Linked DNA regions of Mus musculus: region 2 is linked to region 1. A link is a contact called in public ChIA-PET data. All regions are on one chromosome and are shown on one strand. The core of a region is the stretch at or near the end of the contact, and the rest is flanking DNA. Distances in the headings are between cores, read along the strand shown.

Region 1 (7,038 bases), core at 2,150-4,649:
CCTACCCCACCCCCGCCCCCTACGGCGGAGTGGAGGAAGCATGTGACACACGCCGTTGTCCTGCAGAGAGAGGAACAATTTACTCCTACTGGGAGTGGAGGAAGGCCGGGCAGGGCCAGTGGAACACCCTGAGCAAAGCCAAGGGGAAGAAGGGTTCCAGGTGTGGTAGCAACATGAATGAACATTGCCCTTGGGTTTATTACACGGCAGGAGCTAAGCTAGGCATTTTCTGTCCTTTAACTCGTGTAATTCTCACAGCAGCTTATCAGTGAGTAATAACTATTTCCACTTGTATGATGAGGAAACAGAGGCATAGGGAGTTACATAAATCGATCGGGGTTGCACAGGTAGTAAGTAGCTGACGTAGGGGTTGAGACGGGGCAGGGAGACATTGGGTCTGTTCTGTGAGCCGCAGGACTATGGTGCGGGTAGATCAGAGAGTGCAGGTCTTTTTGCAGTGGTTTTCAACCTTCCCAATCCTGCAACCCCCTTTAATACAGTTGCTCATGCTGAGGTGACACCATAACCATAAAATTATTTTCATTGCTACTTCATAACTGTAATTTTGCTACTGCTACAAATCAGAATGTAATATCTGATATGCAGATGGTCTGAGGTGACCCCTTATAAGAAGGGCGTTCAACCCCCCCCCCCAGGTGTTGAAAACCACTGTTTTGGAGGGACAATGCAAGGTCTTAATGGTGGGGGTGAGAGAGTCAGAAGGTAGAGGATACGTGGAAGTTTTGGCATATTTCTGGTATTCCAAGACTCAGCGTTTTGGACTGTGGGTCACTAAATGTGGAGCGTATTCAGAGGGTGATGACACTGAAGGCTTTCCAGACAGATTAATTCCAAATCAAGCAGATGACAAATCTGAGGGGTTTCTGGCAGTCTTCACCCATGCAGGATCTCATTGCAGCCTTAGTTCAGGACACACAGCGTACACTTTGCCCTGTGCGTGCTGTCTGGCTGGTACACCGTGGCTCAGATTCCGGATGCTTCTGCATCGTGAGAAGCAGTGTTTCTGCTGTTCGAGACTTTTTGCTCTTAGAAAAACATAGTGGCTTACTTTTAGGAAGCAAAGACTTTTAATATTTGTGTCATTATTTAGCATGTAAGCATCAGATTAGTGCATTGTGTCAGAGCGTTTGATTTTAGAAATTGTGGGCTGGAGAGATGGCTCAGTGGTTAAGAGCCCTGACTGCTCTTCCAGAGGTCCTGAGTTCATTTTCCAGCAACCACATGGTGGCTAGCAACCATCTGTAATGGAATCCAATGCCCTCTTCTGGTGTGTCTGAAGACAGCTACAGTGTACTCAACATATATATATAAGATAAATAAGATATATTTTTTAAAAATCATAAAAATTGCTATTTGAATTGTTTTCTCTTTTGAAGCACTGTGAGGGCTGGAGGGTGGGTCAGCACTGAAGAACACTGACTGCTCTTCCAGAAGACTTGGATTGGATTCTCAGCATCGCATCCCATGGTGGTTCACAACTGTCTGTCACTTCAGGTCCTCTTCTGGTCTCCCCAGGCACCGAGCACACACAAGGCATACAGGTATGCATGCATGCAAAACACCCATACAACATAAAATAATAATAATATTTTGATTGTTAGATGATTTGGGTTTGTGATTAGAATAGAGTTTCTAACAATCTCTGAAGTCACTGTGAGCACATTTCTGCCATTTTATAGTTCTACAAGGCAATATTCTCAGCTCTGACTATTTATATATTAAGATTTATTTATTTTATGCATGTGAGTACACTGTCCTATCTCTGTCTTCAGACACATCAGAAGAGGGCATCAGATCCCATTACAGATAGTTGTGAGCCACCATGTGGTTGCTGGGATTTGAACTCAAGACCTTTGGAAGAGCAGTCAGTGCTCTTAACCACTAAGCCATCTCTCCAGCCCAGCACTGACTATTTAGAAAACAAAATATTGGTCAACTTTGAAGAATACTGAAACGTTTCTACACCTTGCAGGATCAAATATTCAGCCAAGATTTAATCTTATGTAAAAACAAGTAAGCACATATCCATCTCCTGCATATTGTGACAATTACTTTCTGCTCTAATACATGATAAATTGCAACACACCAAAGGATTGTTTAAAATGTTTCTTCATGATTTACTATCAATACATGTTTGATTTCTAGTCCTCACTGATATATGTGTAGGGTGATGGCAACGTTTCTGTGGTGATGAGGAATCACAAGTGGGAAATGTTTATTAAGGGGCCTAGTCCTAAGAGAGAGAGTGCCCAGGGCAGTGGCAACCTGCAACAGGAAGGGCTGAGCTCTGTTTGTTCACCAGAGAAGGTGCAGAGCTAATGAAGGAACGAAGTGTGAATCCTGCTGTGGGAGCACAACCAGGCACCGCAGTGTTTTCTTGTGAGGCCAAGTGCTGTCTCCAAATCCTTAGCACATGGAAGTGACACATTAGATGAAGCCAATTCACCATTCCTCGTTGGGACTGATGGCTTGGAGTCAGCTCTAATGGATCTCAGTGGCAGGAAGATTCCCTGAAAGAGAGGGGACAGTGACAGAGGTCACAGAGGCTTCTGATTCGGCCCCCGATTCAGTTGATGGCAGAGAGAGGAGTCAGTTCTAAAATCACAGTTCTCGTTCTTCCTTCCCACAGATCTGAAACCCAACAGCATGCCCAGGAAGAGAAAGTAAGGGTCTGAGGTCAGGGGAGACTCCAGATGGAGCAAAGTGGGAATGTCTCTGGAGTCTTTGAGGTGACTGTCATCTCCTAGAATGGGTAGCAGGCAGAAAAAGATGGAGGCTGGACCCCTATGCCACATAAGGAGAAAGTGATGACAGACACAGAGAGATGCAGATAGAGGTATTCACGCATGCCCTCTTGGGTCGAAGGCAAGAACAGTGATAACTCTGCCATAAGGGTCCAGCAAGCATCCTGACCACTGATAGAGTGAGCATTTTCAGGACTACCTGCACAGCTTGGTGGCCGGAAAGATAAGGAATGCAAACCGTTCTTTGTAGAACAAACAATAACAACCACAACCACAAACTGAGGAGAAGAGAGCATGTGATGCTGACGCAGAAAGACAAGGCTGAAGTGAGAGAGGGAACCGGAAACCGGGGTGAGGAGTCAGGAGGAACAAGGGTTTCTTTTCAGAATGAGCAGGCCCTACTTCACGCAGAATTTCACGTCCACCCGTGAGCTTCTTGGTGCCAGCTCATGCTGCAATCCCTTGGTCACTTTATCCCCAGTTTCTGGCAGAAATGCCAGGCACGGAATGATAAATCAAGTGGTTGAAGAGGCTGTGTGACTATTTTGTTTTGTTGGGGCAGGGACTTTCTGTGGAGCCTGGACTGCTCTCAAATTTGGTCTCATGATTATGCCTCAACCACCCAAGTGCTGGGTTGCAGATGTGGGCTGTCATGCCCAGCTTAGCTCATTCTTCCTCAGACATGACAGAGCTACTGAGGTGGGTGTTCTTGAAAGTAGGGGGTTGGAGAAAGTCAGTTTTTAACTGGTGACATACAGGCTTGTGGTAAGTTTGGGCACTGTGGTGGTCTGAATAGATATGGCCCTCATAGTCTCATGTGTTTGAGTGTTTGGCCAAGGGAAGTGGCACTATTAGGAGGTGTGCCCTTGTGGAGTAGGTGTGATCTTGTGGAGGAAGTATGTTTGCAGGCTTTGAGGAATATACGTGCTTAAGCTCTGCCCAGTCTCCTCCTGACTGCCTTCAGATCAAGATGTAGAACTCTGGTCTGCCTGCATGCTGCCATACTTCCCACCATTGATGATAATGGACCGAACCTGTAAGCCAGCCCTAATTAAATGTTGCATTTTATGAGTTGCTGTTGCTGTGGTGTTCCTTCACAGCAATGGAAATCCTAAGACAGGCACCAAAATGACTAGGCCAGATTACCCAGGGCTAGACCACAGTCAACAGTCATTTCTTTAGGAAATACACATGAGAAACCATGATGGACAATTTCCAAGGTAAGTAATGACAGCCATTGCCCGCCTCTTATAATTTCCTCTACTTTTGTGAGCAAACACAAGACAAATGGAAATAATTATAAGCCGCCCTGTTCTGAGCACCTGCCATGGGCAGAACCAGTCTCCGTAACTCTGCCGACACGTGTGCTTTCTCAAAGTAAACGTGAGCAGATCTGAGGAGAAAAAGAGTTGCTTCCACTTGGTTTGTTGTTTTTTTTTTTTTTTTCTCCCCGTGACTTAAAATTTTTTAAATGTATTTTCCTTTGCTACCAGCCTGTGGGAAAGCAAAATTATACAGCTGTTTGCCAAGCAAGCAAGAACTACATCTACCACCAACCTGCAATGGTAGCCGCTCTATCCTTGTTAGGAATCTTTGTAATTAATATGCCCATGGGGTCAGCAAGATGGCTCAGCAGCTACCAAGCCTGCCAACCTGAGCTTGGTCCCCAGGACCCACATGATGGGAGCAGAGACCTCTGAAAGTCATCCTCTGACGCTGACACCTTTTCTGTATTACACACGCAACCCTGTCCCCCCCCCCACACACACACATGATAAATAAAGTAATGTAATCTAAAGTGAGGTCACAGAAAAATATCCTCTTTTTCTTGGGGTAGTCATGCGAATCTGTTGTTTCTTCTGTCAAGACTCTCTTGCATGTCTCTACACAGCAACAGCAACAATTCCTAGGTCACAGCAACTCTGTGGCACTCCAGGTTCCTTACTATCCCTCCGTGGTTTGGCTGCTGGTGGCCTCCTGGGCAGGGAAGAGGCCAGAGCTCAGCTTGCACGGCTGAGCCAGGCGCCTGTGTAGTTCTCTCTCAGTCTGGCCCATAGACTCCATGCTGCATTCTTCCTTCGTATCTGCCCTCCAGGATGCCTCTGTAGCCACACGTGAGCCACCAACAACAATGCTTTCACCCTTCTGTCTAGGATCTGTCCCTGGTCCACCCTGTGCTAGTTCCAATAAGATGTCAGATTTTCTTTTCTTTTTTTTTTTTCTGTTTTTCTTTCTTTCTTTCTTTCTTTTCTTTTTTTTTTTTTTTTTTTTTTTTGGTTTTTCAAGACAGGGTTTCTCTGTGTAGCCTTGAACTCACTTTGTAGACCAGGCTGGCCTCAAATTTAGAAATCCGCCTGCCTCTGCTTCCCAAGTGCTGGGATTAAAGGTGTGTGCCACCATGCCCGGCCAGGTTTTGAAAACAAAACAAAACAAAAACCCTGCTGTTTTCTTCTCTGGGCTAATCAGTTCTCTTAGTCTCACTTTCAATGATCAGAACTGTCCAGAAACATCTATCCCCCGCAGCCTCCAAGTGGATGTAAGACCCCAGCCTGAGGAGGCTGGCTTGGTTATGGTCTGTTGTTTTTTAAACAAAATCTCAGTTGTTCAACTTTACCAATGGGGAGACTCAGGAGCCAGATGCTGTGGTGAAAACCAGCTAGCTCAGAGAGGAAGAGAAAGCACCCAGCTGAACTTCCTCCTCAGCTGACATCCTAGAAACAATGTCCCTCTCTCACGCCATCTCTAAGAAACCTCCTTCCAACTCAATGTCCTCCCTTCTACTTCCTGTGCCTCTCTATCCATCCTTCTGACTTCCTCTTACTCTCTCTGATTTCTTTTTTAAATAATCCTACGTTCACTTTTTGTCAACTGATTGCTTGCTCTGCCCCCTGACCTGTGGTTCACTTTATTTAATCCTGTTTACAAAAGCCAAGCAGAACATTCTTGAATTAAAGGTGTAGGCTAAGGCTGAGCCACACCCAACCAAAACCAGGGTTTTCCAGTAAACAATAAACACACTCTTGGGACTCACGGTCTGATCGACTATCCTGCAACCGTGCTTTAGCTCAGCTCACCTTTAGCTCCTGTCTTTCAACTGTGTGAAATGCAGCAGCCTTGGCACTCCAAGCTATTCCTGACTCCATCCTTATCTCCCTGTGTCCTTTCTCCTTCCTGGACCGTGGTATGGTTTTCACATAGCTAAAGGAGACAAGGGACGATGGGAAAAGATGCAGGCATGAAGGTACAGAGAGGAGAGAGATGTTTGATTATTGGACATTGCAATCCCAGACTTCCTTTACCTTATAGGTAAAAGAAAATAAATGGACCATTTTGTCTATCCTTAGCTTTCAGGGAATAATTTTCTTTCTATCTTTTTAAAGATTTATTTATTTTCATTTATATGAATACACTGTAGCTCTCTTCAGACGCACCAGAAGAGGACATCGGATCTCATTACAGATGGTTGTGAGCCACCATGTGGTTGCTGGGAATTGAACTCAGGTCCTCTGGAAGAGCAACCAGTGCTCTTAACTACTAAGCCATCTCTCCAGCTCTTTCTTTCTCAAAATAAATTTTTTTTTATTATCATAGCGTGCATATGATATGTTGGAGTGTGGGAACATGTGTGCCACAATGAGGATGTCATTATCATAGCGTGTATATGATATGTGCGAGTGTGAGCGTGTGTGTGTCCTCACAAGAATATGGAGGTCAGAGACTTGCTGAAGTTGGTTTTCTCCCTATATCATGGCGTCTGGGTATCAGACTCAGGATTGTGTAGCAAACTCTCTTTCCCACAGAGCACCTCACTGATCTCTTAGGGAAAAAGTTTCATTCATAGTCTCTACTGTCTACGAGGCCACCAGAGCCCAGAGAGTCTAGAAGGCGTAGCTGGTGACAGGGAGGAGAAACGGGGTTATCCTATGATGCTGGGTGAAAAGACTGGACCTAAAGTCTCCGGAGACAGGGATGGCCACAAACCTTCACTGGAGACACTCAGGACTGTTTGGGGTGGTGTCTGCAGGTTGTGGCCTCTGTCCCACTTAGCTTGCAAAGCTAACTGAGTAGTGGGTCGTTGTCTAGTTACTCCTCTGTTGCTATGATAAAGATCATGACCAAAAGCAACTTGAGGAGGAAGGAGTTTATTTGGCTTACAGGTTACAGTGCACTGAAGGAAGTCACTGCAGGAATTCAGGGTAGGAACCTGGAGGCCAGAGCTAATGTAGGCAGACATGGATGGAGAGGTACTGCTTGTTGGCCTGCTCTCCATGGC
Region 2 (7,038 bases), core at 1,743-4,242, 260 kb after region 1:
AGGGATGGTGCCACCCACAGTGGGCAAACCTCATCTCAGTGCAGGAGAGCTCACCTCTCACAGGCGTGCCCAGAGGTGGTTCCCAGATGATTCAGAATTCTGTCAAGTTGACAGCAGCTGTAACATCTGTGAAATACTCTCTGCAGGTCTGTGGTGGGATGCAAATTGTCTGTAGGAAACACTGTTCTGTGGGTGATAGACGTGGTGACTGACCAATGGGATGAGTCAGGACATTTTCCTAGAGTGTGGATTTCCCCCAGGATTGTTCAATGACTGTGAGTTGATAACTTGCCTGTGGCCTTTTAGATTCTTAAATCTACCTGTGACCCCTTCTATATCATGATGGTATAAATGTGGCAGTTCTCTTTTTTGGCTTCTCTCTATAGTCAGAGCTGGTCTGGAATCACTATGTAGAACAGGCTGGCCTTGAAGTTCAGGGATCCATCTGCCTCTGTCTCCCAAGTGCTAGGATTAAAGGCCTGCACCATTACTGCCTGCTCCAATTCCTTTTTTAATAAGTGGAATTACATCTCTTTGGTGCAAGGGCTGTGGGATGCCCTGGGAGCTTTCCACTGTGTAGGCCCTTTTTCCAGGATTGAACATCCCTTTACAAAGCCAGAGAGCACTAGCCTTGCTGCCAGGATCAGCTGGCCCAGCTCTACTCCAGGCAGTGCTAACCACCCGCTCCCCTGAGCCCTGGTCTCTAATATTCGTTTCTTCCCATTCTGTACATTTAAAAGCAAGGTCCAATATTTTCTTGTGTGTCTGTCTTATTGCTCATTTGAGTTATAAAGATTTAACTTTATGAGGAATTTCATTTTTTTTAATCTTAGGGTATGAGGTATTTCTGTATGCTTTCAAGCACCAATTTAGATTTTTTTTAAAAAAAAATGTGTTTTAAACTGTTGAGCCCGAAGAAAGGGGAGTTGCTGTGTGGTCATTTGTGGTGGTTTGAATGAAAATGCCCCCCATAGACTTATAGGGAGTGGCATTATCAGAGGTGTGGCCCTGTTGAAGTAGGTTTTGAGGCTTCAGAAGCTCAAGCCAGGCCCAGTGTCACTCTTCCTGCTGCAGATCCAGATGTAGAACTCTCAGCTGCCTCTCCAGCACCATGTCTGCTCTGTGTGCTGCCAGATTGCCTGCCATGATGGTAATGGACTAAACCTCTGAACCCATAAGCCAGCCCCAATTAAATGTTTTTCTTTAGTAAGAGTTGCCGTGGTTGTGGTGTCTTTTCACAGCAACTGAACACTAAGACTTCATTGATCCCGTCTCGAGTGAGGCTATCTTAGAGACCTCTGTGGTTGCAAGGTTGCAGGTGGGAATAGCCTCTGTCTCATGTTTTGTCTTCACTTCTCTTTGGCTTGGAGGTCCAAAGACATAAAGGTCGAGTCATCATAGGTCAAGAGGTTAAGAGTGTTGCCCTCATTACATAGCTAGAGGATGCTGAAGCCAGATGTCAATCTAAAGTCTGCCTCTCCACTCATACTCTTAACCACCCAGTACTCAGAGCTTACCATGTATTATATGTCATTATATTGGAGTTACAAGTGTTAGAATGGGGTCCAAACCACATGTAGGGGAAGTCCCAAGATTCCAAGGTGGCAGTTTCTATATGCTATGATAAAGGTGCAAGATGTGCCAAAGGCAGTCAAGTGAGGGAGGAAGTTATGGACCATGTAGTAGTTTGCATTTACCTTGGACAAAACATTCACTGGATATTCTGGGCACAGATCAAACCATGTTCATTCTGCTCATCCTCTCCCCAACCTGTCTCAGAAAGGAGTAGGCAGCTAATGGTGGGCATCACATGGTGTGGTCACATGGTGTGGTCACGTGGTATGGTCACGTGGGTGGAGTTCATGTTGGTTCTTCAGTGAGGGCTGATTTCTAAGAGACATTTTTTTTTAAATAGTTAATCATATTTACAAAAAGAGGAGAGAGAGTGAAAAGACACACGCATACACACCAGTGTTACAAAACCTTGTATTAATCATTTCCCTTCACTCTCAATATAACCATATGAAATATAGCCATGATTCTTATTTCTGTGGGAGGAAATGAATAATAAATACATTGTAGCAAGTTTAGACCACAAGGGTGTTGTCACTGATAACAACATTTGAAAACTGTACACTTGCAAAGAACAGCATGTTCAAACATTAGTGTATCTGCATCAGTAGAGCTTTCACATGTAACAAACATGCTCTTTCCATGTATGACAAATTTAAAAAATATGCATTGCTTGGCAACATGAACTAGGCAAAAATATTTCTTTGTTCACTAACTTTATACAGGAAACCAGGACAAAAGGCATGCATGTACAATACAGATGCCTGCACAGGGCATGCAACGAAAGGAAGCTCTTTGAAAGTCAGCTTGCGTTAGGCATAAATACATGAGGGTTATATATTAATAAGGGAGGAAGTCTCCTGTTTGCCATCACTAACACTCCTGCTTTCTTTTTGCTCCTCCCAGAGGGATACATATTTACCTTTAAGTCAAGATAAAGGATTAAAAAAAAAGTCGCTTTGCAAACATCTCTGATGAGTTGTAAAAAAAGAAAAGAAAAACAAACTGAAAAACAAAGCCAACACAGATATCATCACAGCTCTGTGTACAACTTATCCTTCTGCAGGTTCTGTTTATGATAGGCACACCTGAGCACCCTGGGTTCTCCCCACTCAGGCTAGAGAGGAAGGGCGCCCAACAGAATCCACTTTCCTCCCCTCCCTCGCTCAGCCCTCATCCCAGCTCTGGGGTGCACAGATCTACAAACCTTGCACCAGCGCTAGCTAGCTACTAGGCACAGAGGAAAGGAAGGCCCAGAGAAGACTCCCACTCTGTAAAAGGCAGCCAGCGACACCTCAAAAGAAACTCTGGTTTCCCTCAGTGTCGCATCGGGAGAATGGGAGGTGGGGCCCAGCTGCGGCTGGCTCCCGGCCTGGGTACCAGAAAGAGACCTTCAGCTCAACCCAGGCTGGGCGCTTGATGCAAATAGCAGCCCTAGGCAGGCAGGCAGGCGGGACCCACCGGCCACTACTTTGCTTGCTGGATTTGTGTAATAAGAAAGTGAAACTCAAAAAGCAGGTGGGGGTGGGGAACACACAAAACAAACCATCAGCAGCGTCGTGTTGTGTCTTGTATAGTTTGTGTTTCTTCCTACTGTTTTCTGGTAAGAAAACACTATGAACAAAAAAGCACCAATAAAACATCACCCCATGATATTGTAGACCAGCATTGTGTCTCAGACAGTGCAGACATGCTGCTTAAATCAGGGCGCCTGGGGTGCGGGTGGGGGCGGGGGTGGGGTGGGGTGGAGATGGGGAGAACCTATGCAGTGAAATAGACTTTACTCGGAAAGTTTCAAACCTTTACTATTTAATATAAAACAGCTGTGTTGGGGCGGGGTGGTCAATGGGTAAATACAAAAAAAGGCACTGCAGCTCACTGCTCAAGGCCTGACTTCACAGCCTCAGGCATGCAACTGCTCGACTCTTTTTAAAATTTTTTTTTATAAATAAAATTTCTTTGCTTTAGGATTTTTAAATTGAGCTGTATACCTGTAGTCAACACAGGACTCAAATCAAGGTGGGGGGGGGGAGGTTCTTAAAAATCATCAGAACACAACTTAAAAAATAAAAATAAAAACACTAACATAGCAAACCACAACTAAGTAGATAAATCTATACAGTCAATGAAAAATAAGCTTTTCTTTTTTTCTTTTTTTTTTTAAAAAAAGAATTCTGTTGTTACTAATAACAGACTTTATCATGGGTACCAGCCATAGCGAGTTAATAAGTGACATATCCAAAATAATATCTCTAATAATCAGATAACCATTGCTTCTATATTCAATGAAGGAATAAATAGAAATTCAGATTTGCAAATATACTCTATGGTCTTCTTCCTCTTAAAAGATTCGCACTCGTGTGATTGTGTTCACAAACTGGTTTCTGAATATCCCATGACCTTATGGGTACGTGCGTTGCGTGTAGCGGACTTAAACACCTTCTCTTTCCTACAGGATGAGGAGTCCTATTGTTCCTCTCTGTTAACCTTTCCAGCATCCTCCAAACACTTCCTCAGACCCTCTGGCCTTCCCTTTGGCCTTCGACATTTTAACCTGTTCTGCCTGACATGGGATCCTCCATCCCAGCTCCTTCCCCAACACTGAGCTTGGAAAGGGACACGAGGGATGAATGTTAATGGCACTTGGTTAAAAAAAAAAAGTCTATCTATCTACATATAAAAATTAAACATGCTGCCTCTTTCTGCACGTGAATTTGCATCTTCAAGACTGGGTCACCCAAGGAGTGTCCTGCATCTTTTGTTTCTGGTGTTGTTATAAAGTGCTGATTGGGGTGATGATCCAAGTCGTCCATGATCACTAAAAGCTCAACCTTCTTAAGGTGTCCTTGGCCCTGCACTGTAAAAGGACTTCGAAATCTCTGTTGTAGCATCCAAGGCTCGGCTCGGTTGTCCACCTGTAATCTTGACAGGCAAACACAGTTGTGTGGATTTTTATTAAGGCCTTTAGAATCTGTGTGCACTTCATTAACTTGAAAAAAAAAATAACCATAGGCAAGGTCATTTGCATGGTCTGGTTTTAAATGTCACTTTTTTTTTTTTTTTTAAAGAGGAATCTGTCTTACCCATTTACTAGACAGGCCTTATATTATGTTCTAGATCATGCCTCCGGCTACTCACTCATACTGTCACATTTACGCAGCTAATTCTCCAGTGTGGCACATAATTTCTTTTGGATTCCCTCTGATATCCTCCATTGCATTAAATTCTGAACTATTCTTTGTTGCCCTTAAGAAATAGATCTATTCCCACACGGTGTTACAGTTAATCTCGAACTGTGTAATGTACGTGTGAGGGTTTTCTCTTTTCTGTGCGTGGTTGGATAAACCATCCCACAACACAGCAAATCTCTGACTCACATGCATAGAGAGAGCAACCACTTCTCTCAGGAACTTAACCTTTCCTGCTTCTGTTTCCATTGTCCCCTCTTCCTCCCATGGTGGAGCTGGACCACGGGGACCTATTGCATCTCTGCATTCTCTCTGTGACACTACTGCTGGGCCATTCTCCTTTGGCAGAGATGGAGTGAGAAGAGATAAGACTCCCAGGCCTAGGCTCCTGCAAAGTCTCCATCACAGATGTTTCAGTGTCAGGCTTCATGCAAAAGAAAACCATCAACCCCTGTCTTTCCTTCTCTAGAGGGACTGTTATCCACGTGTGTGTCTGTGGAGGGAGACCGGGGCTGGTAGGATGGAGCCTGTGGGGAGGGTGGGAAGCAAAAAACAGGTCTTGCGTGGGATGCAAATCCAGCCCAGAAAGAGGTTGCAGAGTTTATCATCTCTAGATAGCCTACGAGCAAATCCAGAACTGATCACACAGCGCCATCATCCTGGTGTCCACACCTAGTACTCTGTTCATCTCAGCCACATCCTTATCCTTCAAACCCATCCACACACTCCTCCCACCTCATGGTCGAAGACGGTAACTTGAGGCCTACTTGACTGTAATCACCTTCCCAAGAAGCAGAGCTTGGCAGCCGTTTTTTTTTTTTTTTTAAAAGACAACCCTGCTGCTATTATAAAAATAGATGAGACAGAATGAATCCATAACAATAATCAGTCTTTTACAAAAAAAACCATAGTATGAAGAGAAGTTCTATCCACACTCTACACATTATGTACCCTTTAAAATTCTTATGTAAACAATACACAAATCAAAGTTTATCTGAAAGTTTGCTGGAGGGAATTTCTTCCTCTTGCCCTTGGTGCCATATAGCCCTCTCTTGTGGTTGTTTCAAGCCGGGCCTCGGGGAAATCCGGTCAGGGGAGCCACAAACAGGCTGGCTGCCATCTTGCTCTCCTTGCTTGTGTCCGCTGTCTTCTGCAGCCTGACTGTGAAGCCGGGTTCTGAGAAGGCTCCCCAGGGCAGGGCTTCTACCTCCCTCCTGTGTGTCTCTTGCATATCTCACCTAGCAATACTCTTCCCCACTCCATTTCCATCCAGGAAGCTACTAGCATCCCTCCACCCCCTCCCAGCCCCACATTCCCCCGAGAGTCCCCTCCCCACCCTGCATACCGTCCCATCCCCTGACAGAAACAAATGACAACATAACCAACCCCAGGTCTACTGATATGTTTACAAGGATGACCTACGCTCTCACAAAATCAAAATGGGCGAGGGACCAGGGGAAAAAGGCTGCAAAGTGTCTTGGAAGAGTCTCTGCAACCCTGAAGATGGCTGACACTGGGCCCGCAGCAGTCCATTTCACGGCCAGCGCGGTCACTGTCATCTTCAGTTTCTAGATTGTGGAGGTCCGGTCAACCCCGTCTGTGGAGGAAACCAGAGGACTACTGAGCAAAACCACTCTGGGCTAGCTGTCTACCAGCATGGCCAGCACTTTCAACATACTGGTCTCTAAGATGAAGGCTTTATTTGCTAACTCACTTGCATGCCCACCTACCTGTCCATTCACTTATTCATCCACCCACCTACCATTCACCCACCTAGCCACCCACCTAGCCACCACTCATCCATCCACTCAGCCACCTACACACCCACCCATTCACCTACCCTACCTACCCATCCATCCACTCATTTTCCTATCTACCCACCCACCCACCCACCCACACACACACACCCACACACTCACTGACATTATCACCCATCTAACATCTGGAGAGGTTGGTTTTTTGTTTTTGTTTTTGTTTTTTAACAGGAGCCATATTAAGCCCAGGAACCAAGATGCAACTGCTCTAATCTCCCAAATAGTCACATTTTAGAATTTACATTACAGACACATAAGTCAACAATGATGCCTGGAGTGATGGTGGCTCTAACCAGTGTGTCCCAAGAAAGAATGAACAGGGAGGGAGGAATGTATAACTCGGCCTTGGAAGTCAAGGGTGGTTTCATAAAGACACAAAACGGCTTGTCGATGGAGCTGGTTGGATGCTAAGCAAGGAAGATTCAGGAGGGGATGATGGGAAGATGGGAAGGGACAAGAGAGGT

Evidence for each region. ChIA-PET counts read pairs in DNA pulled down with a chosen protein or histone mark.
Region 2: a contact with region 1 is called in an RNA polymerase II ChIA-PET map of memory CD8 T cells, with 12 read pairs. The contact joins two enhancer-like sites. A contact is called at or near these places in 2 of 115 datasets of contacts at active chromatin or transcription factors (memory CD8 T cells and pancreatic cancer cells) and 1 of 9 other capture datasets (adipose tissue).

Annotation. Positions count from the first base shown.
Region 1 is chr14:47,358,217-47,365,254 of GRCm38.p6, reverse strand. No RefSeq gene overlaps it. Among named protein-coding and RNA genes, the nearest start is that of Gm41147, 6.1 kb to the right of the region's middle. Within about 2 kb of position 3,399, at least 76 of the 459 cell types and tissues checked have an H3K27ac peak or open chromatin away from gene starts, as enhancers often do. A contact at or near this core is called in memory CD8 T cells, where this site is marked.
Region 2 is chr14:47,100,750-47,107,787 of GRCm38.p6, reverse strand. Samd4 (sterile alpha motif domain containing 4) reads right to left here. Exons shown (of 13, transcript NM_001037221.2): 13 at 1,971-6,357. The coding sequence ends at 6,329. All of the region lies in intron 3 of Gm10371 (predicted gene 10371), which reads left to right. Among named protein-coding and RNA genes, the nearest start is that of Gm10371, 12 kb to the left of the region's middle. Within about 2 kb of position 2,992, at least 80 of the 459 cell types and tissues checked have an H3K27ac peak or open chromatin away from gene starts, as enhancers often do. A contact at or near this core is called in memory CD8 T cells, where this site is marked.